Regions from separate parts of the Zea mays genome. Here region 1 is linked to region 2. The links are chromatin contacts, called in public Hi-C maps. All regions are on one chromosome and are shown on one strand. The core of a region is the stretch at or near the end of the contact, and the rest is flanking DNA. Distances in the headings are between cores, read along the strand shown.

What was found. A called contact is a pair of places that touch in the nucleus more often than the background predicts.
Region 1: a Hi-C map of leaf shows a contact between it and region 2, with 3 times the contacts expected there. The contact joins the promoter of LOC103627780 here to the promoter of LOC100279607 in region 2. A contact is called at or near these places in 5 of 25 Hi-C or Micro-C datasets (leaf and seedling).

What each region holds. Positions count from the first base shown.
Region 1 is chr5:218,234,138-218,238,911 of Zm-B73-REFERENCE-NAM-5.0, forward strand. It overlaps LOC103627780 (galactoside 2-alpha-L-fucosyltransferase), which reads left to right and starts at 1,725. Exons shown (of 3, transcript XM_008648079.4): 1 at 1,725-2,109; 2 at 3,607-4,774. The coding sequence starts at 1,845. It overlaps LOC100274441, which reads left to right. Exons shown (of 2, transcript NM_001148800.1): 2 at 1-559. The coding sequence ends at 348.
Region 2 is chr5:218,104,417-218,109,066 of Zm-B73-REFERENCE-NAM-5.0, forward strand. It overlaps LOC100279607, which reads right to left and starts at 2,788. Exons shown (of 2, transcript NM_001360859.1): 1 at 2,115-2,788; 2 at 1,708-2,012. The coding sequence starts at 2,633. The coding sequence ends at 2,004.

The sequences.
Region 1 (4,774 bases), core at 475-2,974, 130 kb after region 2:
GAGGAGTACCAGAGGTCGAGGAACAAGGGGCACAACATGAAGGCGCTTGCTGAGATCTACCTATTGAGCATGACCGACGTGCTGATCACCAGTGGCTTTTCCACGTTCGGGTACGCTGCTCAGGGGCTCGCCGGCCTGAAGCCGTGGATCATGCTTAAGTCGGAGAACCACGTGACGCCAGACCCACCGTGCGTCCGCGCCATGTCCATCGAGCCGTGCTTCCATCAAGCTCCCTTCTACGACTGCAAGGCGAGGAAGGACACCGATTTGGGCAAGGTAGTGCCTTACGTGAGGCACTGCGAGGACGTGAGCTGGGGGCTCAAGATTGTAGATCAAACTCATTTGTAGTGTAGCTGTAATCTGGTCAGGACTCACGGCAGACTTGCTTGCTAACTAGGGCAGAACTATTGTTATTCTTATTCTTAATCTGCGAAACACAAAGGAACCATACAAAATGTATTCTTTCCCTCCTGTATTTGATCCAAGTGTAGATAGTTGATAGACAGATCCATTAATCTGTTCATCCTCTGATGTCAAAAGGAAGAGAAACATGTTTACTATATATCATCGCTCATTTGGCCGATTCGTTGACATGCATTGCTGCATGGCTGCCGAGGTGAGTTCCATGCTGCTGTGCTTTATTTCTCGTGGCAGTAGGCAATACAGCTGCATAAGGATTTGGGGGCTACACAAAAGCTTCGGCAGATCACAATGCCAGTGCTTGTGTTGTGAGAGATGTCCGCCATTGCATAGTTGCGTAGGGCCGTAGAGATGTGCTTATTACACAAAAATGATATACTACAATAGAAATTAATGATTTGTAAAAACAATAATATACTTACAATAGTCGATGGTACAATAACATTGCCTAGAGCCATTTTAAAATTTAGGCACAAAAAATATAGGAAAGTGATAAAAAAGTCTATCTCTAAAAAGCGGATCCAAATAGACAATGCGCCCCAAAGCTGCCATGAAGCACGCGATTCGCAGTCAAATACGCCCTAAAGCGGAAGAGTAAAGCTCTATTTAATCCTATTTAGATCACTTTAGCTTTATTTAAAAGGTCTAAAGTATTATCTCAAGTCTAAACTACTTCGCAAAACTTTAGGTCACGACAAAGTAAACTAAAATAGTGTAAAGCTTTTACTCATCTAGAGAATCCAAACATCCGGTTGGCCAGCAGACAGCTCAAAAGTGCTCTACGGCTCTAACTAGCACGATCGCGCCCAGCGAAGCCAGGAACCCCGCGTCGGATCCAAGGTGCCGTTTGGTTCACGAAATGTAACGTAAATGGTAATGATAATGATTTACACTCGAATACCGGCGGTAACAAATTTGAATAAGGTGTTATGTATTTATAGTGTTGTTCCATTACGGTTGGACTTAAACAAAGATGATTTAACGTTATCGGTTACCCATTGCGTTACCAATATGTGAACCAAACGACACCAATGTCCTCACGGCACCGACGACAAGACTGCGCAACAGGCGAAACCCCCACGTCCGATGTCCTCACGCCGAGGTGCTCCAGTACCACCGACAACGTCGTGCCGAGGACGCCCCCACTCGCCACCGTGCCGTCACGTCGCCACTATAGTTATAGGGAGCCCCACCGTTTTTTCACCTGAAACGCATCGAAAACCCCTGTGCCACTCGTCCCCCATCACGTGCTCGGCCTCGTAAACGTCCTCTATTTCAGTCGCGCGGGCCCGTCGGCCGTATCCGAACCGAACTAATCTATCGTGGCGTGGCACGACGCTCACGTCGCGAACGCGACCGCGGGCACCTGCGGAAGGGCAGGGAGAACTGAAGAACCCTGCGGCTCGGCTCCGCCGTCACGCCACATGGACATCAAGGAGCGGATCCGCCGCTCGCCGCCGTCGTCGCCGCAGGCTGTGGGGGAGGCGGCGGCGTCCGCGCCCGGACACCCGCGCGGGAGGAAGGCCCGGGTCGCGGTGCTTCCCCTGTCAGTCGCCTGCGGGGTCACGCTGTTGTTGCTCGCGGGCGTCTCCGCCGCGAGGAGGGGTGCCCAATTCTCCGGCGCGGATCCTACCACTCTCTCCGGCAACGACGATCGTGGCGGCTTTGAACAGGCCGGGCCGCGCGATGGTACGTAAACTACATGCGCGAGGTCCTCGGTTGGACAGTTTCCGTTTGGACTTTGATTGTTTGGCACCGCCATCTGATCGCATTTCTGAAATTCTCCGAGTGCGTTGTGCGGGTGTCGATGTGACGTCTTGTCTAGGAGTTAGTACATCCTTTGAAGAACTTACCGGTCATTTGTTTCCCCTGCAAGTACAACTACATGTGTTGTTTTTTTCCTACATGGTAGGCCAGTCACAATTTAGCTTTTAGTGAGTGATGCGAAGTGGATATCGATCTCTGTGGAGGGATAGTAACTGTCACTGAAAATGTTTGTGACTTCTCACGGTAGAACTTTTAGACGCAGTGGTCTTTGGCTGACGGTTGCAATACGATCTCACCACTCGCTGCAAGTGATGTTTTGGACATTTGATTTGCACTAGGTATTCTTAGGCCAACTCCAGCAAACCGTGCAAACGGACAAGCAAAAAACTGTTTTATATTACCGATTGAAATTTGAAATATGAAGTGAAATACAAAGTGAAATAGGTAGTCTGCTAGATATAGCATTAGAACGAATCTCCCCACAAGCATTATATAGAATATTTTATGTATATTATACCTAGTATTCTTCTTCTATCGAAAAAACCTTTTACAATAGAATCGTCATAAAAATAATAATTGTATTATAAAAACTAGACTACTGCCTCTAATTTTTACACATGAATGGGTTTAGGACTGACACATCATATTAATAAGAGTGTATCTTGACTTAGACCTATCTTCGGTCTAAATTAAATCAACATAAGTGAAATGTAGTTCTTTTCGTTCTGCAAGAGTTTACTATGAAACTTTATACATTTCAAATTTTATAGAATGATTTTTTGGAGGTCATTATCCTGATTACGCCAAACATTGAATAACTTGGATATTTACCTTATCAACTAGCAAACTCTTGGAAAATATTTATTCAAAATATTTTGAATAAACATCCAAAAATGTTTATTAAAAAATGTACAATTTCAAGTCATGCTTAAACAACCTTAAGTGATAAAACAAATCATAACAAAATAAATGATAATTCACATTTTTTCTGAATAAGACGATTAATCAAAGTTTTCAAAAAAGTCAACGGCGTCATATATTTAAGAATGGAGGTAGTATCACCTGGTACTTTTTTTTGTAGGTGGTACACTGTTTAGCATCTCTGTGATAAAATATTATGTTACGCTTTGCTATTTATGCTGTGAAAAGGGTTTCATTTAAATTTTGCCATTATGCTGTTCATGGAAGCATAGTTTGTTTTTGTTTTTTTGAACTGATAATTGAAGTTAACAATTCACTGTTGCCTCACTTTTCTTTCTATTTCTTTTCTGAGAATATCCACGACCTCACATATGTATACGTCATGAATGTAACATAATGGAAGAACGAAAAGTACCATTTGTCTTGCACAGAATGAAGTCAAATTATTCCATTTCCATCTGAACTCTGATATAAAACTATTCACCTTCTGTGTTCCAGGAGAGCATGCAACTACGGTGTCTTCCAAAGTTCAAAGGGACAAACTAATTGGTGGCTTGTTAGCTCCTGGTTTTGATGAACAGTCATGTCTAAGTAGATACCAATCAGCATTGTATCGTAAAGAGTCGCCCCATTTAGTATCAACCTACCTTTTGGAAAGACTGAGAGAACATGAGGTTCTCCAGAAGAAATGTGGCCCATATACAGACTCATACAAGAAAGCTATTGAGCAACTGAATTCTGGTCAGGATATAATGGTTGGAGATTGCAACTATTTGGTGTGGGTATCTTATAGTGGTCTTGGTAACAGGATCTTGACTATTGCCTCAGCATTTCTCTATGCCATCCTTACAAACAGAGTTCTACTTGTAGATGGAGATAAAGGCACTGCAGATCTTTTCTGTGAACCATTCCCTGAAACTTCATGGGTATTACCGCCGGATTTCCCTATTACTAAATTTAAGAACTTCAGTATTGGCTCCCCTGAGAGTTACGGAAACATGGCGAAAACTGAAGCTATTCATTCTGATGGTTCTTTTAAGGGTCCTAAACCTGCCTTTCTATATCTTCACCTGGCTCATGACTATGATGATCATGATAAGCTTTTTTTCTGTGAACATAGTCAGCAACATCTCCAGAAGATCCCATGGCTGATCTTAAGATCCGATAATTACTTTGTACCTTCGCTTTTTCTGATCTCATCATACCAAGAGGAGCTCACGAGGCTGTTTCCGCAGAAAGATGTTGTCTTCCATCACTTGGGACGTTACTTGTTCCACCCTACCAATGCTGTGTGGGGCTTGATTACAAGGTACTATGATTCTTATCTTGCCAGAGCTGACGAGAAGTTAGGTATCCAGATCAGAGTCTTCGATACTGAAACCGGTCCATTTCAGCATGTCTTGGATCAGGTCCTTCATTGCACACTGAAGGAAAAATTACTACCAGAGATCAACGCGCAACAGCCAATTATCTCGACAGGGAACATCAAGTCTAAAGTTGTTCTGATTACTTCTTTGAACTCAGGATACTACGAAAGGATCAGGAACATGTACTGGGAACATCCGACTGAGAATGGTGAGATGATTAGCTTCCATCAGCCAAGCCACGAGGAGCACCAGGATTCAGACAAGACAATGCATAACATGAAAGCATGGGCAGAGATTTA
Region 2 (4,650 bases), core at 1,538-4,037:
CTATTCACAGTCTCCGCCCAAGCATCAATCAAGGAATCATTGCTGTTTCGTGACGAAATTACTATCGTAGCACGCTTTTTGTGTGCGCTGTTGACGGGACACATCCTCCGTGACTCGTTAACCTTGTTTCTTGTGCCCCTACATGCACCGTACCCTTGCCAAATGCCATAGGTCGCACGCCAGACTCATGCATGCTAATGCTACTAGCACTTAGCCGTAGCAGAAAAGCCATGGCATTTGCCAGCTCTCTTTTGTTTGCTTAGCAAGGACTCCACTACACACTGATCAGGTATATATCTAGAGCTGCTACTATCAGTCCTGTGAACCTAAATCCCATATAATTAATGCTACAGCTGTACGCAAAGTAGTCTAGCTCGTGGAGTAAACATTTGTATACCCATTTCATAGACCTTATGGTGCATGCTTATCCTGAAATCTATCCACAATGCCTAGCCGCCCCGTACAACGCGACGGCCGGTAATGGCGACAGGCGTCCATGAAATCCGCTAAATTAGACGGAGACATCAACGTCTCTTGACAGTCCTTGTTTGCCTGTAAAGATGAGAAAGTTAAACATCACCACTTGCGCCAATACAATAGTAGCTAGCACTGCCAAGTTATCGATCCTCTATTTTTCTTCTAGCTTCCTCTGCTTCTATTTTTTTTTTCACTAAAGATAGGAGTGGCCGCAGGCGTGATCCAAATGCTATGTTAACACCTTAAATTATTTTTAGTTAAACAATAATAAAAATATAGTTCGATACTAATTCGATCCGATCCTTAAAGCCCGCTGTCAGCCCTAGCCGCAGGTTTCCTCAGGGTTTGTTTAGAAACTCTAATTTCCGTGGAATTTCTGTATGTGGTTCTTTATAGGTGGAAAACTCTTCCTGTGTTAAGCCCCCCGCTTCCAAATTAGTTATTACTTAGGCTCTGGTTGGTTACCTCGAAATTATACAGCTTAAATAAGTTAATAAGTTAAGAAATAAACAAACAACACAAATTATTAGATGAATTATATAATCTAGATATCTAGATTACGATAATTCATAACTATATTATTAGGTACTTATATAATCTATAAGCTAAATTATATAATTCTCTAAGAAAACAAACATGTCTTAAGGATTATAATCTAGACAGATTACATGCCATTAATTTGCGCGCGCGGTTCGATGGATCTGAACGCATTGCGAGCATAGGCAGGCAACAGTGCATCCATGCATGCATGACACACTGCAGATTGGACAGTACATGTCGGGAGCACGTTGCATAGATGGATTCATCGATCCATCGCCCGTCCACTAGTTTTTTCAAATGAAAAAGAAGACAGATATCGATCGTTTTGTCATGAACACAAACAAAACAGAAGAAACAATGATGGTTATGGCAGGCCAGGGGCGGGGACTGGGGGAGCCTTTCTTCCACCTCCACTGGCTCTCGCTGTCGCCTCACACATGCTCGCTCTGATGCTCTTGTCTCTCTCTCTTTATATACTCATCCAGCGGAGCAACGAGACAAACAAGAGCACTGTTGATCCCCACCCCACGGACAGGGAGGCTCCATCACTGGTAAACTAGAGCCTCCTCACCTCATAGATCTGGCATTGCCACCTGCAGGCAAATCTGATCATTCATCGCACCATAAAGAAATAAAAGAAAAGAAGCAAACACTGGGCATGGATCTGCTAGTGAGTGGACATCTTGCTGGATAGAGAGAATATCATAGCACTTAGAATATATATACAAGAAAATTACACACATTTTTTTGGGTGGCTCTTTTCAGCGGCCAGGCCACCTAGCACACAATAAGCAGACTCGCTGACAACAATCTACAAAACCTAGCTAGCTAGCCCATGGGTCGATGATGGCAAGCACTATTCAAGAGGTTCATCGAACAACAGCATCAGGAAGGAGGAGCCGAGCAAAAGTAAGCTTCATGCATGTGAAGTGTGTGGCGCTGTGCACCCACTCCCCATGCCTGTCTCGTCTCTCCCATCGGCACGGTCATAGCTCCTGCTGTGTGAAGCAAACAGATGCTTGATGAGACAAGGTGTCGACCGGATTAGCTTCCACCATGTGGACGCATGCAGATGCAGACGCATGATGCATGCCGACCTGATTGGACGCTGCCATGTCGTCGGCGACGCCCTTCTTGCCGCTACCAACCTTCTTGGCGGGAGCGCCGTTGCCGCCGCCGCCGCCGACGCCGACGCAGAGCGCCTTCCGCAGGCCGAGCATCTCCTTCCACCGGCCGGACCCCTTGCTTCCGGCGGCGGAGGCCCTCTCGTCGTCGTCGCTGGCGCCGCCGCCGCCGCCGCCGCCGCCACAGAGCTCGTCGCGCAGCGTGGTGGTTGGCCGCGCGGCGGCGAAGCAGCCGCCGTTGTCCCTGAGGGGAAGGATCCTGCCCTTGGAGAAGAGCTGGTCGGCCGCCATCATGGGGTGGCTGCCCACGGAGAACTCGAAGTTGACGTCCTCCTCCTGGCACCGCAGGCTCATCGCTCGGTTCTGCACCGGCGGCGGCTCCACGGCGAAGTCGCTGGAGAAGGAGACGCGCGGGCCCAGCGCGGCCGGCGGCTGCGGCCCGCCGCCGAACCCGGGCGCGCCGTCAGGGTTGTACATGTTGATGCACGCCATCGCGCGGTGCTGTGCTGCTCTGGATGTGGGCCGTGGGCGCGTGCTTCACTGACCTCCTTGCGCGCTTCCGCTCCTGCCTCCCTCTCGTGTGCTGTCGCCCTCGTCTTCCGCCGTGAGCTGAACAGAGGCAAGGCGAGCTGTGCTTCGCGTGCAGCAGCGCACGATGTTGTGGTGGTGGATTGGTGGGAGCTTTTAAAAGGTTTTTTTTACATCCTTGGGATGTGATGGGTTGGGATGGTGGTTAAACCCGAAAGTTTGGACTAGGTTATTTGGGGTAAGCGGACGGTCCACGTGTGGTAGAAAGTTGTCAATGATTAGGTGGTGGGTGAGAGTTATAAATACCATCCAAATCAGTGACACATCCATGATTTAGAAGGCGGGTATTTGAAAAAAATAGGATGAATTTTTTTCTAGGCCTAAAGCTTGTCTATTAGCATATATATATAGTTAATTATATAAAATCTATAATTACGCAAACACGATATAGTTAGAACCAATTCAATAATTAACCTACTAAACACAAATTCCATACAACTATTTCAAAAAATTTAAATCGAAATGCACTTGTTGTTGCTCAGTTGTTGGCCGGATACTTGTCCTATCTGGCTTTTCCCAATCGCTAATGCCCCGCACTGTCGCTAATGCCCACCACGACCGGGCAGCTCTTCCCTGGTACGGTAATAGGGTTTGGAAATCTTTTGTCGTGAGATACAAAGGTGGGCTCTATTACTCAATTGGATGTCATAGGACACGATCACACGACAATTTATTGGGCTGGGTGGGTATGAGAAGTACCAAGGAGATATTTTGGTCCAAGTTAACATAAATTCCTCCACTTATTTGGTTCATTTCTTATTTTCTATGTACATATACTATATACACATGTATATATTGTTTTTTGTCAAAATAATGAGTATTCAATTGGATACCATTAAATTGAATGAGGCCCGCCCCTGACCCCAATCACCATCTTCAATGGCACCCCAAGCATTCCAACTCCCACATTCATTGCAAAGAGTAAGACTTCACTTCAGGCCACACTCAAATCTTCAATACTCCTCCAAGTGCATAATTGTGGTTTGCATTCTCTAGTGATCAGCTAGAGAGACTCTAGAGAGAGTGTGACCTTGTGTTTTTCTCGTTGCTCTTTGTGTTTGGTTTTCTTGATCGTGCTTTCTTTCTCTCACTTCTAATTCTCAATCGCTTGTAAAGCTAGCAAAAGACACCTAAGTGTGTGGTGATCCTTGCGGCGTCTAAGTGGCTCTCGAGATTAAGAATAACTCATCCGGTCTAAGTGACCGTTTGATAGAGAGAAAGGGTTGAAAGAAACTCGTCCTACGTGGACTACTAAACAGGGAGTAAGTTCTTTGGAATCAAACCTCGGGAAAAAAATCGCCCATGTCTTTGTGTTAATTTTGCTTTGTGATTTGATTCTGTCTCTCCCCTCTCTCTAATTCTATTGCTTGCGATCGTTTTGTGTTGGCTTCCAAAGTTATTCGCATTGATTGAGCAACTCTTCCGCACTCTGATTCATTCTATACTCGTTCTAATGCTAACCCAGGTGAAGTTTTGTGTTCATGTTTATAAGTTTTAGACTTCGTCTATTTACCCCTCTCTTGCTATCCCCGCCACTATCGAATTACCGACCATCAGAGTTCGTCTTTCCACAATGACGCTCCTATTATGAAGGTATACATCTAAGTTTCACCCATTATAGTAGTTAGAATCACAGGTTTAGATCGTACTAATGACCAATATAACGGGGCAGACGAAAATAATGTGAAGAATTTTACGGTAGCTTGATTATTATTCAGTAGCAATACTATTCGCTTGGCTTTAATCTGTACCGGCTTTTATTGATTCTATAGTGTTTTGTCTCTTTGGATTGAAGTTGCAGCAGTCTGAACAGTTGGCTTTAATCCGAAGTGAATAGGGCCAATATCTAGAGCCAAAGTCAAAATCGTTATCGCCATCGTGCCTAGATTTCGTTTGTCAATTTCCACCAGTACTAGTACTA